Linked DNA regions of Mus musculus: all the other regions are linked to region 5. The links are chromatin contacts, called in public Hi-C, HiChIP or PLAC-seq and promoter capture Hi-C maps. All regions are on one chromosome and are shown on one strand. Each heading gives the region's core, a stretch centred on a gene start, on an enhancer-like site or on the middle of the called end of the contact. The rest is flanking DNA. Distances are from core to core; before and after follow the strand shown.

Region 1 (2,822 bases), core at 156-2,655, 520 kb before region 5:
GGTTAAGAACACTGACTACTCTTGCAGAAGAGTTCATTTCCCAGCATCTGTATTGGGCAGTTCACAACATCTTGTAAATCCATCTCCCAAGACATTCAATGACATCTTCTGGTCACTGCTGGCTCCTATATTCAAATGCCTGTGCCGACACAGACACACATACACACATACATAGACGTAATTTTTAAAAAATGCTGAAATGAAACCCTCACCTTCTTTCAAATAAGTAAACGTCTAAAGTAAATATGACATAATATTAGGGCTTAAGCTATAAGACACGTGAATGTTGTTTTAAGTTTCACAGTTATTTAGTGTATATGCACATGTGTGTATGCATGCACACATATGGTACTCTGGTAAGCATATGGAGGCCAGAGAACAAGTTGCAGGACGTTCTTTCTTCCCTTCTACCACGTGGATTCTGGGGATTGGACTCAGCTAGTCAGACCTGGTAGCATGCGTCGCTACCCAATAAGCTTCCTTGAAGGGTAGACATTAATCTTAGATTTAAATAAACATAATTTTACTATAATCTTTCAAAATTAAGGAAAAAAATCATGGAAGGTGTGTTGTTAACCTTTAAATTCTGGAGCAAGCAGTAAGTATTCTGTCTCCTTGAGAAGAAGCAAACTGGCAGAGCCTGCCCAGACAGTGAGAGGAGTCCGCTGGCTGACAGAGAAGCTGCAGAAGTGCCGCCCATCCCCATCACTCACTGAACTGGGCAGAACCCAGGAACCCCACTTCCCATCTCTGTCTCCCAGGTGCACCTTCAGAAACAATTAGAATCATTTCAACAGAACCACGGGAGAATAATTTTGAGTGTTTCATGATTCACCTTGTTCTCCTGAAAGTCGGCATGAAAGCGTCCATGTTCCAGGCTTCCAAACAGCACAGACTGTCCTAACAACGCTTTTCATGACAGATAGGTCACCCACGAGAGGTCCTTTTTAACGCGAGACATTTTATCCTCCTCCCCACCAAAAAAAAATGTGATGAATTATTTTTCCAAAGCTGATAGTTTGTTTCAGAACATTCGTTTTCATGAAAGCCAATGTCACCTCAACACAGTAATGAATTCCTTTTGGAAGCCGCTCTGACTTCCCAAGGTCACCAATTGAGCTTTCACAGAGAGAAATTATGCCGGTTTGATTTGAGAAAGCCTGGGGAAGTTGAGGGGGAAGGAGAAGGCAAGAGTGGGGCAGATGCCAGAACTGAGGAACATCTCAGCAGAGTTGGATTAAGTTTCAACTTATGCAAATGAGGGTTGAGAAAGGAAGCCTCTGTTTCCCTTTGAGTGTACTGATGCGCAGACTCACCAGGAGGGTAACTTCAAGGGCTTATGCCCCCAGGGACCAGGCTGGGAGGGAAGCGGGCTTCTGTGTCATGGAAAGTCCCAAGATCTGTTCCAGAGCCCCACCCACTTCCTGCCACCTCCGTGTTTGTCTTCTGTGCTCTGGATGCTCTTAACTGTCCTACAAGTGTGGTAAAGGGTTCTAGCATGTGGAGGGAAAATTAGCTTTATTTCTTTTTCCACCTTCATTAAATTCAGAAAAGGGAGACAATCAAAAGAAAACGTTCTGACCTAATTAGTCCCAGTGCCGCAGAAACAATGGAAAGCGTTTTCTCTGAACAAATGTGCACGATTCAAACATTTCACTGGAAAGAGCCAGTCGAGCCTTGCTTCTCCATTTTTAAGGAGCATGGGAACATTCTGGAAGGTGGAAGCTGTTGATAGCAAAGTAGTTAACAGTTAAGAACATAGAGTGAGTCCACTTTGATCCTACCTATGGGAATAGTTGTCATCTGTGTGCCTGTGTGCGTGTGTGTGTGTCTGTGTATGCGCACGCGTGAGCGCTCATAATGTACATTAGTGTGCATTTGTGCATATGTGTATGGGTGTATGGAGCAGTGTGTCTGTGTGTGTGTGTGTGTGTGTGTGTGTGTGCGCGCGCGCACACACACACACACGCACATGCATGTGGTTGCTGGAGGTCAAAATCAGGTGCCTTTCTTGTTTGTTCTCTACCTTATATTTTGAGATAGGGTTTTTCACAGAACTTAGAGTTACCCTACCCAGCTAGGCTAACTAACTAACCAATGAGCTCCCAGGATCCACCTGTCTCCACCCCTGGTCCAAGCCTTGGGGTTTCAGGTGTGTAGGTTTGTTTCCTGCTTTTCTGTGAGGCTGGTATACAGACTCAGGTCTGTGCTTTCAGGGTACACTTCACTGACTGAGCAGTTACCTTGCTCCAGCGGTTGTCTCTTTTATGGGGTACACTTGGATGCAGTTATGAAAACAGCAGATGATCTTTGCTGGTGAGACTAAAGCCTAGAAAACCTCAAATCATAGAGAAGAAAACATTTAAAGTTGACTTCTGCTCACTCCTGCTTACTGATGGAACATAGCTGCTTCACAAAGCTGAAGATTCAGACTCAGTCAGAAGGCTCCATCTCATATAAAACTATTGTCCAATGTTCAATACAAACATACATCTATAGATAGATAGATAGATAGATAGATAGATAGATAGATAGATAGATAGATAGAACTTGCTTCCAAAGAGGTTGTAGAAAGAAAGTTAAAAATACGAAATTATTGTCTAAATCTCACATTGCAGTAGGTAAGACTATTTCAAGGACACAGGATGTGACAGTAAAAACTAAAGGTGCTTAATTTTGTTCTATTCTTCTAAATTGCCTTTGTAGAGAGGGCATTTTGATCTTGAATTTGCTCTTCACTGGGTTGTGACTGGGGTGGCTGTCTTTCTGCTACCCTTTTCTCGATTTTCCCGAAAGCTAAGGAAATACAGTACTGTAGTCTT
Region 2 (2,871 bases), core at 179-2,678, 540 kb before region 5:
CCAAACACTGACAGCATTGCATACACTAGCAAGATTTTGCTGAAAGGACCCTGATATAGCTGTCTCTTGTGAGGCTATGCCAGGGCATAGCAAACACAGAAGTGGATGCTCGCAGTCAGCTATTGGATGGATCACAGGACCCCCAATGGAGGAGTTAGAGAAAGTACCCAAGGAGCTAAAGGGGTCTGCAACCCTATAGGTAGAACAACAGTATGAACTAACCAGTATCCCCCGGAGCTCGTGTCTCTAACTGCATATGTATCATTGGAAAGAGAGACCCATTGGTCTTTCAAACTTTATATGCCCCAGTACAGGGGAATGCCAGGGCCAAGAAGTGGGAGTGGGTGGGTAGTGGACTGGGGGGGAGAGTATGGGAACTTTTGGGATAGCACTGGAAATGTAAATGAAGAAAATACCTAATAAATAAAAAAGAAAGAAAGACAAGAGTTAGTAGCTCTATCTGCTTTTACATTGTCCTTGTTTGGTTTTAAGTCTGTATCTCTTCACTTCTATCTTGGCCTTTGGTCCTCAGAATCACCTGTCTCTTATTTGGCTTCTGTGTGACTCCTTCTGTCCTTTGTATTTAGGAAGCTAGACAATGGGAAACTGAGTCAGAGGCTACCCTTTTCTGCTCAATAGTATGACTCTTTGGTGGTGAGATTTTTCCAACATATTTTTATCCAAAACCTCATTACCATTTTTTTAAAGCTTCCAGGCTGAATCTGTATCTATCACTCATCAGAAAAATCACACCATTAAATGGCTGTTTGTTGAACCTGTTTGGATTCTGGCTGCCTGTGAACCTGGATGCATGCCACCTTTTCCTTAAAGGGTAAAGCTGCTTTTCAGTTTGGATTATTTCTTTTTAAGTCTAAGCTTATAAATGGAGTAATAAAACCCATATTTGCAACTTCATTTTAGAGAAATCTAATTTACAATGATGAATGACAGGGGGTGGGGGGGCACACGGTCCTTTCTCTTTGAATCAATGTTTCTGCACGATATTCTTCATGCTTTCTTAGCTGTTAAAGAGACCAAATCTCCAGAAGGACCATCTCAAAAGGCTTTAATGTAGAGCAAGTTGCATGTGGATCCAATGCTCTCATCACTAATATGAGACAAGTTGGAATCAGGCTCTGAGAGGGCCTGAGTGGAGAGTTACAGACTCACTAGAGGATCAGCCAGGCAATTAGCAGAAAACATGGCTTAAGAGCAAAGAAACCTTGTGATATTGTTGATGAATTATTTGAGTCCAGTAAAATAGGTTTCAGTTAAGATTATGTTTACAGCTTCAATTTTCCTCGGCAGGATTGGAAAGTCAAGAAGGAAAGAGGGTTCTGCGGGAAAGTCTGGACCACTTTCACTGTGCACACGTGTGTCTTCATCTGTGTAGCTTGTCCTGCTGGAAACCATTTCCTTCCATTTTATAGATATCCCGAGGTTTCGCCAATAGAAAGCACCAGCGACTTATAGTCTGTCGAGTGGAGACTGATATATGGTAAGTGATTTACAAAATGCTGCTCTGAGGCCAATCCCTAGAGACATGATGCTGTCTTTTCATGAAAACTGGACCCAAAAGGAAAAATGAACTCTCATTCTTCCAGTGGCCAGCTCCTGTGGTCAGTCCCTAGAGTGGACGGACCAGAGGACAGATGCTACTTTTTAACTACGTTTGTAATCTTCGATGGCTAATGCTGTATGTCTCACATATTAAGAGGACATATTGCAACATTTACTTTTTCCCCTTGGGATTTTTGTCTTCATCAAAGAGCTGAAAATACGACGTGCTGAAATAAAACCTGTGCTAGAAGGAATTCTGCCTACCCCCTGACATTTCTTCGTAAAGTATTAATGATTCTTCTATTTTTCTAAATTACAGTGATGGATGCATCTTGGCAAAGTGAAAATTGAATATAAAATGTTGTGATGAATTATAAATATAGACGTATTTCATTCTCTCATCTCAATACTTTGCATTAAATATGAGTGTTGTATTTCTTTCAAGTGATGGAGTTAATTTTATCTGAGAAAATAATAAAGTGATCATTCATTTTTGAAAGGCTTTTTTTTCCTGGAAAAGTATACACTCATTTCCTTCTTGCTTTTACATACATGTGTAATCCACTCTTGAAGAGCCAAGAAAGAAAATACTTTACACATGTTATAAACCCCACCGAGTGGAAAAGAACTCAAAGCAAATGTTGACATCAGGACGTGACCTGCCGTATTACTTAGTGGGGAGAAATTTAAATTGGCTCCTTATGGACCGAGCAGAAACCCCATTGATGAATGGCATGTGTCTTGGTCCTTGGGAAAGCTTGAACTCTCTAGTAGACCTTGGAAAATGGGGTAAGAAGCCATTTTTCAGCTATTCATGACTGCTTGAGAGATTTTGGATGTGTCTAAATGTATGCAAATGCAAGGAAGAGGGGTGGGTAGGAGAAAAGAGAACACTTGTCAAAGTCAACTATGGCAAAAACAGTGCAATAAAATACAAAGACAATGGAATCATCATATTAAAATGTGACATCAACAGAGTCAAATGGTTCAGTGTATGAAAGAACTTTCAGCACGTACCTGATAATCTGAGTTTGAGTCTCAGAACTCTATACAAAGCCATATGGACGGGCATGCTCACAGCCCTCCCACAATGAGAAGGGATGGAGAGACAAGAGACTCAAAAGGAAGCTCCTGGCTGGCTAGTGTAGGGTGCAAAGCACAGCAGAAATTCAGGGACCCTGACTCAACAAAGTTTGGAAAGAGAGTACCTACTCCTGAAAGTTGCTTTCTGACCTCAACATGGATGTGCCTATACACACACACACACACACATGGGCGCACATGTGTACATGAACAGTTATAGCGAATAGC
Region 3 (2,878 bases), core at 113-2,612, 590 kb before region 5:
CCCTGGACCACTCCCTGTCTGACCCTACTTACCCTTGGTGGGGTTGGAGGTGTGGCAGTATGGAATTAACCTAGGCTCCAGGAGCAGGTGAGAAAATTGCATTGCAAGTTCCTTTAATATTCACCACCTGCGCTTCATTGGTCACAAGAAAGCAGAGCTTCTAAACAGCCGTTCCTGATTGGCTGACATTGTCTATGTCAGCAATCCTTGATCTCTCAGGCAGTCCTCAATTAGGTCCTCCTGTAGGAGCTGCCTTTGCAGCTTGCTGCACGGCCCCAGGGCATTTATGCACAGGTGAGTCGTAGTTCCTTCTTCATGGAGATGCAGGCTACATAAGGACTTGCACATGCGCTTTGGTGTAAAGTTGACTCAAGCGCCGTTCGTGTGCCGTTGTCCTCTACAGGTTCACCGTTGAGCAGTTGACCCCCAGTGGTAGCAGCATTTAGGGGAGCCATGGAAAATCAAGGAGGTGGGGGCATAACCAGAGGTCATAGGTCACTTGTGGGACACGTCTTAGGGATCTTGCTGACTTCCAGTATGATCTCTTTGCATCTTGTCCTCTGGAGGTATAAAGACCCCCAGCTATGGACAGGACCCCTCCTGCCTTCGTATATGTGGGCACACATTCGCCACCAAGGAACTCTGAGCAAAATACAGTTTTCCTCTCTGTCACAGTGATGAGAAGAATAATGTCTGCTGTTGGCTGTGTTGACAGCTGGTGTTCTGGTTAATGTTTCTAATTCATGTCTTTTCGCACCATTAAAGTGGGGCAAAGTTATGTTTTGTAAAAGAGATGGTTCTCAACCTGTGGGTTGTGACTTTTTTGAGGTGACCAATCCTTTCACAAGGGTCGAGTATTGGATATCCTGAATATCAGATATTTATATTACCATTCATAACAGCAGCAAAATTATAGCTATGACGCAGTGACAAAAATAATTTTATGGCTGTGGGTCACCACAACATGAGGAACTATTTTAAAGGGCCAAAATATTAGGAAAGTTATCCAACACGGTGTTAAAGAGTTGTTATATCAAATAAGACAGGATTTCCAATGCTAAGCACAAGGACTTGCACACAGTAGGTGTGCACGCAACACATTTAGGATGTCAGAGCAAATGCAGTTTCCTTTAGACGCTCTCTGACTGGCTGGTAAGATGACCTTGGTCACTCTGGCTCCCTTCAGTATATACCAATTCAATTCACAGCACTTAAGTACATATGTGATATTTAATAAGCTTCTCTTAAGTTTGTATAATTTCCTCAATTAACTATAACACTGCCCAGTGCAGAGCCATGTTATTCTATCTTAGGCTAACTGCCTTACTCAGCATTCAGCACACAGCTCATGATGGATGTTCGTGGACTGATTGATTAGAAACTTGGCAACACTGTATTCTTTCAGTTTCCTAATGAGCTGAAGCTTTCATAAGCTGGCTGATAATATTGAACGCACTGAGAATGTTGCAACCAGCGAGTAGGGGCAAAAATATTCAAATACAGGACCAGAGAAACGGCTCAGCAGTTAAGACTGTATACTGCTCTTGCAGAGGACTGGGGTGGGCTTCCCAGGACCAATATAGGGTGGCTTACAACTGCCTTTTACCCCAACTCTTCTTGGGGCTCTGATACCCTAACTTCTTCATGGTGCACATGGGGGTACTCAAATGTGCACACACACAGACAAATGTAAATAAAAATCAAAGCTTTATATATGTAAGTATATATACATATATATATATATATATATATGTATATATATATATATACACACACACATATTTTTATGTATACACACACATATAGATGTGTGTGTGTATGTGTGTGTATGCACATATATATGAAGATTAGGTGGCATTACAATAATGTGGACACTATCAATAGCAAGTCTCACATTTCGTCTTTGTCACCTCTCAGGTCAAATATTAAAGAGCCAATACCAGGTAATTAACTCATCTGAAGCAAAGTTCTTGCTCTGTCTTCTCCATTCCCCATCATACCATGCAACAGACAAAGCTCCCACTTCAATACTAGCGACTTGACTCTTCAAGCCCCAGAAGCCCAGACAGGGGAACCACATTTTTTTTTAATGACCAGTAACACTTATTCCATCCATCCATAGATTCATTGGTTCATCAATAATATTCACCAGGGAGCCACCAAACACATGTGACTCAAGTGATTCCCTGTGTCCGTCAAGAGTCCCTGACGACTGAGCTGACAAACTTGTGGCTAGGACTGATGGCCGCCTCAGGTTGTGGGTGGACATCCAAGTCCTGTGCATTTTCTCTTGAAGCCCCTCTGCTCTCCTTCTGCCTCTTGAGTTGATGGAGAGTTTGTCAACCGTGTCTCATCCAACCCACCCTCTCTAGAAGATCAGGTTTGAAGGACGGCCTTCTCACTCAACATTCAACGCCTCCAAAGCAAACTCCAGTACTTGATTCAAACATCAGGAATGGCTAGAAAGACCTTTACCATCTAGTGATTGCCATATCCAGAGATCCATCCCATGATCAGCTTCCAAACGCTGACACCATTGCATACACTAGCAAAATTTTGCTGAAAGGACCCAGATATAGCTGTCTCTTGTGAGACTATGCCAGGGCCTAGCAAACACAGAAGTGGATGCTCACAGTCAGCTATTGAATGGACCACAGGGCCCCCAATGGAGGAACTAGAGAAAGTACCCAAGGAGCTAAAGGGATCTGCAACCCTATAGGTGGAACAACATTATGAAGTAACCAGTACCCCGGAGCTCTTGACTCTAGCTGCATATGTATCAAAAGATGGCCTAGTCGGCCATCACTGCAAAGAGAGGCCCATTGGACTTGCAAACTTTATATGCCCCAGTACAGGGGAACGCCAGGGCCAAAAAGGG
Region 4 (2,700 bases), core at 46-2,545, 700 kb before region 5:
GGTGTTTTGTGAAGGGGTTTTAACAAAGAATGGAGAAAATATTTGTTTACTCCCAAGTTTACTATTTATATTTGCTTTCTGCTTTCTGTCCCCACTCTTCCCATTTTATATATGTGTATTTGTGTATGAACATTCCTCTGTGTGTGTGTGTTTGTGTGCGCATGTGTGTGTTGTGTGTTCGTGTGTATGTGCATGCATGTGTGTGTGTGAGTGTATGTATATGTATGCATGTGTGCATGCATATGTGTGTACATTCCCGTGTGTGTACATATGTGCATGTGTATATGTGTGTGTGCATGCATGAGCATGTGTGTGACTGTTTATGTACATTCCTGTGTGTTTGCATGTGTGTGTGTGTGCATCTTATACATTTTGGGGTGGCTTGTAACATCCTTGGCTTATACCTCATAGATGCCAATCCTGACATAAATGTTTGTGGCTTTGTGAAATGTATCCCGCAGAGCAAAATCTTCTATACCCAAGAGTTACCAGCCAAGAAAGGCCCACCTACAGGCAATTATTGAGCTCCTACTGTGTACATTGCTGTGGTGGCTAAACTTTGAGAGACTCTGGATTAGACACATTCAGGCTCCAAGTCTGACTACATTCAGGGGCAGAGGGTAAAGAAGAGATTACTCCACGCCAGCAGCTCCTACATGGAGATGGTTGTTTCATGAAATACAGAATACAGGAAGGAAAAGCCACTGCTTGGAAGTTCTTCATACACTTAGACAGTACTTAACAGAGGCAGCAAAAAGGGAGAGAACCTGGTTTTATTGCCATGGACACATGGGCACTAGTCAGAGAGGAGCAGCAGAGGCTGAGCTCCTCTGAGTAGTGGGGATCCTGGTGGAAGGAGCTTTAAATCTGTTTATCGGTAGAGCTGGACTCCAAGCTTGGTGGAGGCTGATCAGGAAGCAGGTAGACCAGAAGTCTGCAGGGAGGAAAGACTGGTGGTGTCTCCATTCAGGCTCACAGACATCCCACATTTGCCTTGTGTGATTATCAGGCTTCTCAAGGAACCCAGACTTCTGCCCAAAAAAGTTTTACTTTGCATCCCGCCAGTATCAAGGGAGGGAGATTTTGTCTCCAATGGTAATCACCACAATAGCATCAAACAACCCTTAGGATCGAGTGTTGCAAGTGCATCTATCTCACACAACAATGAAGCTGTTTCTTGGGACTAAAATAACTAGTTTCTGACTCGGGTTCATCCCACACTAGGTGGACTTCACACACCGACGTCAAAATAACTTAATGTAAGTGGAATGTGTTTGAGCTCACCACAAGCCGAGGAGAGGAGCAGAAATCAAGCCAGAGTGGCCACGTAAGGGGAAAATAATGTTCCACGTTGGTGATGGGGCAGCCCAGCAAGAGGGAGGAAAGCCTGATGAAACTTTACAGCATCCCCATCCCCGAAGCTCTCAGTGAGCAAATAGGGCCACACTTGGGCACACCAAAAATGTCAATTTAAAATAAATCCCTGCTGTGCCAGCATCTCCGGAAGCCAGCTGGCTCTATAATTTACAAAGGTGACAGGCAAAGCCATAAAGGTAAAATGGGGGTTTTCAATCAGGTAGCGTGAGATGAGAGGGAGAGAAATCATACCTGATTCCAGAAAAATACACTTCTGTTGGGTAACAGGTGGCATTAAAAAATTGCTGCTTGCTCCAAACAGGAGTTGTAGGAATGGATTTTCAATCTTACTCACTGAGTGGAAAATTATTTTAAAGGAAGTTTTAGGGCATGCTTGGGTAACATCCAAGTGGAAATATGTTTAGGGAGAAGGGGGAGGAGCATGATGATGGTGATGTGTAATATCCAAAATGAGTTCAAGACCACCACAGTACCTTCCCCCTTTGAAAAGGACTTTCCAAACTGTACTAGCAGGCCAAGTGCAGAGCCAGATAAGGAAGCTGGTTGACTAAACAAATGTAAAAACATAGTTTTAGCAGTCAATATGATTAAGCCTGCACCTACCAAAACAATATTAGCCATTCTCAGAGAAATAACCATAACAAAAATAACAGTTCTCAGAAGAATTCTCCTGCCCCCCACTGAATTCTGAAAAAGACCACAAACCACCCTGATCTTGCTAGGATTCCCTGTAATGTTAATAACTGTGACTGACCCATAACTTCAAAATGTACTACTGCTTTGCTGACCAAATCATAATAACCCACTGTGGGGGCAGACCAAAGGGTTACTTAGTCACTATGCAAACCAACTGATGCCTGAAAGGACTACTTGCTACACCACTGAGAACCCTGTTCCCAAATCTGCCCCTTACAAAGGTATAAAAAGTATGTTCTTTATTTGTTCTGGGTCTCTCCCCTGGCCTGTGAGCTGAAAGGGGAGTTCCCAACATGTTGGATCAATAAAATTCCTCATGTGGTTTGCAGTGATGGCAGTTTCTGTGGTCTTTGTGAGTGAGAGTCTTTTGATGAACTCCAACAATGGCAGTTATGGTGGTGGTGATAATGGTGATAATGATAAAGAAGAAGAAGATGATGATGGTGCTGAAGATGGTGGTGAAGGTGATAGTGGGGGAGGAAGAAGAAATTTTATAAAAGGGGTTGGGGTTGGGGGTAAGAATGAGGAATTAGGGGCTGAAGAGATGGCTCAGCAGTTAAGAGCATTGACTGCTCTTCCAGAGGTCCTGAGTTCAATTCCCAGCAACCACATGGTAGCTCACAACCA
Region 5 (2,700 bases), core at 73-2,572:
TTCCTTGTTCTGTGGCTCTTAAGTTTCTCTGTTTGCATAATAGCCGTGCATGCAAACCGCGCAATGCTCCAGGGCTCCAGAACAATAAATATACACATTTAAAACCTTTATTGTCTTACGTTGTGTTAACCACCCCCCACCTCCGTTTCCAACAGCTTAATTTCTGATGGTATTTAACTAGTTTGCAAATGGATTATTTTTTTCAGTTTCAAACTATTACCGAGAAAGCTCCCCCTCCCTTTTGGGAGGAGGGGGGCACGGGAAGGATTGGGGGTGGGGTAGAAGTCGGTATATTATTCCTGTAGCGCCGGGTTATATAAACACATTATCATTTGAGAGAGCCCTTGGCGTCCATCAGCATTGTAAACACGTACGAGTGTATATACTTCAAAATTAAAGAATGCACACGCAGAACCCAGAGCCCGAATTCATATTCCGAGCAGACTCGCGGCTCGCATGTATTGATTTATCATGCATGGTTTATTGTTCCTCTCCCTAAATGTAGTTGCTGTCCGTTCAATATTGTTGCAAAATCACGAGACGTGTGTGTACTGCTCACTTGTCTTTCTGCTCTTCTTCTTCCTTTTTTTCCCCCCTGCTGAGTATTTTTTTTTTGCGAAGCGAACAAATGCATTAATATTTATATGTTTATATAATCGATAACCCACTTTTCCCTTCCGTGTAAATAGGCATCAGAAGATAATTTAACAGATTAGTTCTCTCAAACATGGCAGTGAGGAAACGTAATTTAACTATCAAACAAATCTACATGTCTAATAACAGCAAATCTGCTAAGGAGCATTAGAAAGAGGAGCGGCGCCCCGGAATCTCTGCAGGAAATGTTCTTTATATTAGACATATACAAGCAGGTCCTGTCAGATGCACAACGCAGCTCGAGAGACTTGGTCTGCTCCAAAAATCTCAACCGACGTTACCCACAGACACGAGGAACTGAGAAGAGAAAGATACCCTCATTACTTGGTTTTAGGATGGGTTTCAATTTTTTTTTACATCTTCCTGTCTGCTTTTTGCCTTGATCCATTCTCTTCCCGCCGAGGTCGGACTTAGCCCTTCTCCCTATTTCGAATTTGATCAACCCATCTTTGGCAGCAAACCCACATCTTTTTTACAGGAGATGAAAATTGAGTCTTCGAGGAAATATTAGGATATATTTTCAATCATTTTGGTGCTGAGGGGGAGGCTAGAGCTTAGTTTTATATTGAGACATCACGCCGGCTGCAAGCAGAGAATGCTTTCCCCTGCCAGGACCTGATGCAATCCATTCAAGCCAACAAGTTTGGAGAGAATGTTGAGTTCAATCAATTCAGAACGTCGAGATGGAGCCCAACTCACTCCAGGTATTTCGCTCTCCTCCGCTCCTGCGGTCCCGGCGCCCCCCGGCACCCCCCAGCCCCCCAGCTCACCCACCCCCTCACACCCCCTCACACCCCCCACAAACTTTTTACCAAACTTTTACCCTCTGCATCCCCCCAAAATCATTTTTATTGTTTTTTTTAAAAATCCCTGCGCTGATCATACCTACATAATGTAATTTTATCGCCTCATATGGGGAACTGGGGAGGGGTGGTGGGGACCCGGAGGGCTTTTTTTTTCTTTTCTTTTCTTTCTTTCTTTCTTTTCTTTTCTTTTTCTTTCTTTCTTTTTTTTTTTTTAAGGGAGGCAGAAAATTAGTGGGTTTTGTAATATTTTTTCACCCAGCGTTCTATCTGTGGGCCGGTCTGTATTGAGAGTCTTGTGTGTTAATGTGCCTGGGAATAGATATTTGTGCTTGATGGCTACATTATTTACGTGGTGCTTTTTTTTTTCTCTCTCTCTCTCTCCCTCTCTCTCCCCCTCCTGCAGTGGGTCGGCTCACCGTGTGGCTTGCACGGACCTTATATTTTTTATAAGGCTTTTCAATTCCACCTTGAAGGCAAACCAAGAATCTTGTCCCTTGGCGACTTTTTCTTTGTAAGATGTACGCCAAAGGATCCGATTTGCATAGCGGAGCTCCAGCTGTTGTGGGAAGAAAGGACCAGCCGGCAACTTTTATCCAGCTCGAAACTTTATTTCCTCCCCGAAGACACTCCCCAGGGCAGAAATAGCGACCATGGCGAGGTGGTAAACCTATCTCTCCCTCTCTTCCTTCTTTATTATCTACCCCCCCCCTCCAGTAATGCGTATTATAAGGCAAGCTTGAAAATACTGTATTCAGTTCTGCGGTGAGCAGGATCCGCTCGTTTTTTAAAGGGGTAGCGCCACTAACTGGGGCTGGAGTATTTTACCATTGTCAGAGTTTGGCTGTCAGCTTTACAAAGACCGTCCAACTGCTGATTTTAGTCAAGATCAAATAACTTGTCAAGAAGGGTTTTGTTCCAGGGTGTGTGTGTGTGTGTGTGTGTGTGTGTGTGTGTGTGTGTGTGTGTTCGTTTAGCTACCTCTTCTTGAAGATTAATATCTCATGCTTTAATATACATATTTTAATGTACATATTTTTTGCTTTTTAATTTTTTTAATTTTTTTACTTCATGCCTGGCTCCTGGGCTGGGTAGCTTTCTTTTAGTGGGTTTTGATATTGTTCACGTTTTTTTTTTTTCTTTTAAGTATTTGATATGTTTAAGAGGGCGGAAATTACGAAACGGAGGCAGAATGAGATCAAAAGCAATTGAGTTGGCAAAGGCGTGTTGACTGAAGTGATAA
Region 6 (2,752 bases), core at 225-2,724, 570 kb before region 5:
ATTGTCAATGGGAGCTTGGCATCTTTAGGACATAGTGTGATGGTGTGAGTATATGACCCAGGGAGTTTCATTATTGGAAATAAACACCCCCTTACTCTATGCTGCTTTGGTCAAGTATTTTATCAGTGCAATTTCTTCTGAACCAAGGGCTAAAACATTGTAAGAAATCAATATTTGCTTTAAGGGAGGGAGGGAAGAAAAAGGGTGGGAAGAAAGAGGGGGTTGTCAAGCAAGAGAATGTCTCGACCCAACGTCCACGTCTGAGGTGGCTCTGAAATTGACAAAAGCTTATATTTCTTGTACATAGTTTCAGAAATGTGGCTTCAATTCCAGTTTATAGCTTCCAGGATGAAAAGCACAGACGTGATTGTGTTTTCTGAGCCTGTGAGCCATGATGAAGAAACAGAGAGGAAGCAGGCCTCCATGTAAGTAAAACAATACTGTAATCATTCAGCATTTCTCATTTAACCTCACATCCTCACCCCCGTGGAGAGTTGCAGGAGAAGGGAGGTTAGCACACAGGCAACTCCCATTTCATAATGTAATCCTAGCAGCAGCGATATAAATATTTTGCAGGTCAAACGGTCTGTTGTTAACCCACCAGGAGTGTCCAGTGCATCACCTATGACCTAAGGTTTAGCAAGACTAGGAAAAGAAGTCGAAGAAAAGATGGAAGCAGTATAATTATTTCCAGGAAGGGCCTTGTCTGAGTCAAACTCAAGAGAATTGTGGGGAGGCAGAGGCAGGCAGATTTCTGAGTTCGAGGCCAGCCTGGTCTACAAAGTGAGTTCCAGGACAGCCAGGGCTACACAGAGAAACCATGTCTCGAAAAACCACAAAAAAAAAAAAAAAAAAAAAAAAGAGCATTGGGAATATGCAAAACGCCAATTCATTTCTAACACCACATACTTAAGTGCTTCCTCTTCCTGTTTTCTACTTCATCCTCTCATGCGTGCCCGGGTGATGGTGATGCTCTCACCACGCCATGCCTGTATCCTTGCCTTCCAACTTCCAGTCCTGTCTGTCTTTTCCTAGAAATATACTCATCTCTTCTTCCTCACCCCATCCCCACCTCCACTCCTGGTATATCGATCCCCCCTAATATAAGAAGAGTACAGAGCACCCGGGTTTGAACCAGGGCTGTGTTTCTGCCTCAGACTTCTTTCTTACTGTATTGGCTAACTTTCTCATTGCTGTCATAACAACAGCAGCAGCAACAACAACAACAACAAAAATGTTGACAAGCTCTGATGTGACTGTGGCTTTCAATCTGAAGGGATACAGCTACAGCCCATGTTAGCAGGTGTATGGGGCATCTGGTCCCATAGCATCTACAAGGAGGGAGTAGAGAAGTGGTCCATGCCATAAAACCTGAAGACCTACTCCCAAATGACCCAATTTTCCTACTGAGTCTCTACTTCCTTCCTTCTAGGGCATCACTACCAGCCAGGAACTATGTGTTCAACCACATGGGGCGCACTGCACAAACTACAGTCATCTGAATTGAAGGTTGAGGGTTATAGGTGCTTGCAGCTTCCTTCTTATCACGTTTGGGATCTGGGTCCAACCTCGTCATCCTTCCTCAGATTTCTGAGTCAGACTTCTCACTCAGCTCTTTCTGAAAAGTGTTTTAACCCGTCACCTGTGTAAGATTTCTATGTATTTTTCAAGCATCGGGATGACAGAATCGCAGTAAGTGAATAAAACCCGGTCAGGAAGTGGATGCCAGAGAGCTTTGCTGCTGTGCGCATGAGTGAGTCAGAGCTGAACTCACGGCTGATTCCCAGTTTCTGGCTAGCCCCCTTACTTCTGCATCTCATCTCCACCTAGGCTTTTCTCCAATCATTTCTACCTTAAATACCCGCTGTCCTCGTGTTGGTTCCTCTCTAGTCAAGAACCCTGGAAACTCCACAGCTTTTCAGATAACACTACACTGGTTTCTTTAACCCTGTAAAGTATTCATAATGTGATTTTTTTCTTTTTGGTCACCAGGAAAATGTAACGAGTGGACTAAGTTCCCCCATGTCGATGTCCCTCAATATTTCTGTAATCATATAGCTGGTAGCAGCAGCCTCGACGCTCACTGGATCAGTGAGAAATGTGTTGCCTTAACCAATACTTATGACTTTGCATTTGCTGGAAATCAATGGCAGAGTCCTAGAAAGTGAAGAGTTTAGGCGTCGTTTTGTGGTCACACTGTGCGCTTTTGAAAACATGAGAATACAATTAATAATAAATTATAATAAAGTGTTTATTTACACTTTATGCTATGTGTTGTATAGCTTCCCTGTATGCTTAAAATATACTCACATATATTTGTGATCATAAATATACATTACATATAGCTAAGTCCATGCCTACAACACAAACGTATTCCTAACAGCGAGCACTCACAGTGTCCATGTGTTTTATTTTATAAATGAGAATAGTAATATTCTCTGCCCCATCCTAAGCCCTTTCCATTTATGTCCTTTTTCTCTTCAGTTCTTAAAATATCAAGTCTGTATGTTTTGGATTAACATGAAATGTCTCTTTCTGTTAATAATCAGAATTAATCTCAAGCAACGCAAAGATAAGGGTTCCTTTTGAAATGTGCCTCAGAGATCCCAGCAGTGCCTGGTAACACTCAACCCTTCATTAAATATCCTATTATCTATTTATCAAATAATACCTCTGCTCATACCAGGCTTCACAATAACTTACTCTCACATTCTAGCTAGAATATATTGTCAAATGAAACTGGTATGTTTGT

The links. Promoter capture Hi-C pulls out the DNA fragments that hold promoters and counts their contacts. A called contact is a pair of places that touch in the nucleus more often than the background predicts. HiChIP or PLAC-seq counts read pairs in DNA pulled down with a chosen protein or histone mark.
Region 1: a contact with region 5 is called in a promoter capture Hi-C map of pre-B cells, with 2.9 times the contacts expected there. The contact joins the enhancer-like site here to the promoter of Arid5b in region 5. A contact is called at or near these places in 12 of 39 promoter capture datasets (the 3T3-L1 cell line, 3T3-L1-derived adipocytes, the C10 cell line and 8 more) and 8 of 115 datasets of contacts at active chromatin or transcription factors (the NIH/3T3 cell line, bone marrow-derived macrophages, craniofacial prominence and 5 more).
Region 2: a contact with region 5 is called in an H3K4me3 HiChIP or PLAC-seq map of neural tube, with 5 times the contacts expected there. The contact joins the enhancer-like site here to the promoter of Arid5b in region 5. A contact is called at or near these places in 4 of 39 promoter capture datasets (cranial neural crest, hippocampal neurons, liver and 1 more) and 7 of 115 datasets of contacts at active chromatin or transcription factors (bone marrow-derived macrophages, craniofacial prominence, embryonic forebrain and 4 more).
Region 3: a promoter capture Hi-C map of liver shows a contact between it and region 5, with 2.8 times the contacts expected there. The contact joins the enhancer-like site here to the promoter of Arid5b in region 5. A contact is called at or near these places in 6 of 39 promoter capture datasets (the 3T3-L1 cell line, hippocampal neurons, liver and 2 more), 2 of 484 Hi-C or Micro-C datasets (the AML12 cell line and palatal mesenchyme) and 5 of 115 datasets of contacts at active chromatin or transcription factors (bone marrow-derived macrophages, craniofacial prominence, embryonic hindbrain and 2 more).
Region 4: a Hi-C map of embryonic fibroblasts shows a contact between it and region 5, with 3 times the contacts expected there. The contact joins the enhancer-like site here to the promoter of Arid5b in region 5. A contact is called at or near these places in 8 of 39 promoter capture datasets (the 3T3-L1 cell line, 3T3-L1-derived adipocytes, cranial neural crest and 4 more), 2 of 484 Hi-C or Micro-C datasets (adipose-derived mesenchymal stem cells and embryonic fibroblasts) and 9 of 115 datasets of contacts at active chromatin or transcription factors (astrocytes, bone marrow-derived macrophages, craniofacial prominence and 6 more).
Region 6: a promoter capture Hi-C map of pre-B cells shows a contact between it and region 5, with 4 times the contacts expected there. The contact joins the enhancer-like site here to the promoter of Arid5b in region 5. A contact is called at or near these places in 8 of 39 promoter capture datasets (the 3T3-L1 cell line, the C10 cell line, frontonasal cranial neural crest and 4 more) and 7 of 115 datasets of contacts at active chromatin or transcription factors (bone marrow-derived macrophages, craniofacial prominence, embryonic fibroblasts and 3 more).

Annotation. Positions count from the first base shown.
Region 1 is chr10:68,794,189-68,797,010 of GRCm38.p6, reverse strand. No RefSeq gene overlaps it. Among named protein-coding and RNA genes, the nearest start is that of Gm32931, 27 kb to the left of the region's middle. Within about 2 kb of position 1,405, at least 71 of the 459 cell types and tissues checked have an H3K27ac peak or open chromatin away from gene starts, as enhancers often do. A contact at or near this core is called in craniofacial prominence and pre-B cells, where this site is marked.
Region 2 is chr10:68,816,843-68,819,713 of GRCm38.p6, reverse strand. It overlaps Gm32931 (predicted gene, 32931), which reads left to right. Exons shown (of 3, transcript NR_168586.1): 2 at 1,309-1,498. Among named protein-coding and RNA genes, the nearest start is that of Gm32931, 4.5 kb to the left of the region's middle. Within about 2 kb of position 1,428, at least 4 of the 459 cell types and tissues checked have an H3K27ac peak or open chromatin away from gene starts, as enhancers often do.
Region 3 is chr10:68,870,830-68,873,707 of GRCm38.p6, reverse strand. No RefSeq gene overlaps it. Among named protein-coding and RNA genes, the nearest start is that of Gm32931, 49 kb to the right of the region's middle. Within about 2 kb of position 1,362, at least 4 of the 459 cell types and tissues checked have an H3K27ac peak or open chromatin away from gene starts, as enhancers often do. A contact at or near this core is called in liver, where this site is marked.
Region 4 is chr10:68,981,081-68,983,780 of GRCm38.p6, reverse strand. No RefSeq gene overlaps it. Among named protein-coding and RNA genes, the nearest start is that of Gm33035, 51 kb to the left of the region's middle. Within about 2 kb of position 1,295, at least 2 of the 459 cell types and tissues checked have an H3K27ac peak or open chromatin away from gene starts, as enhancers often do. A contact at or near this core is called in embryonic fibroblasts, where this site is marked.
Region 5 is chr10:68,277,348-68,280,047 of GRCm38.p6, reverse strand. It overlaps Arid5b (AT rich interactive domain 5B (MRF1-like)), which reads left to right and starts at 1,322. Exons shown (of 10, transcript NM_023598.2): 1 at 1,322-1,358; 2 at 1,864-2,118. The coding sequence starts at 1,338.
Region 6 is chr10:68,842,988-68,845,739 of GRCm38.p6, reverse strand. No RefSeq gene overlaps it. Among named protein-coding and RNA genes, the nearest start is that of Gm32931, 22 kb to the right of the region's middle. Within about 2 kb of position 1,474, at least 10 of the 459 cell types and tissues checked have an H3K27ac peak or open chromatin away from gene starts, as enhancers often do. A contact at or near this core is called in pre-B cells, where this site is marked.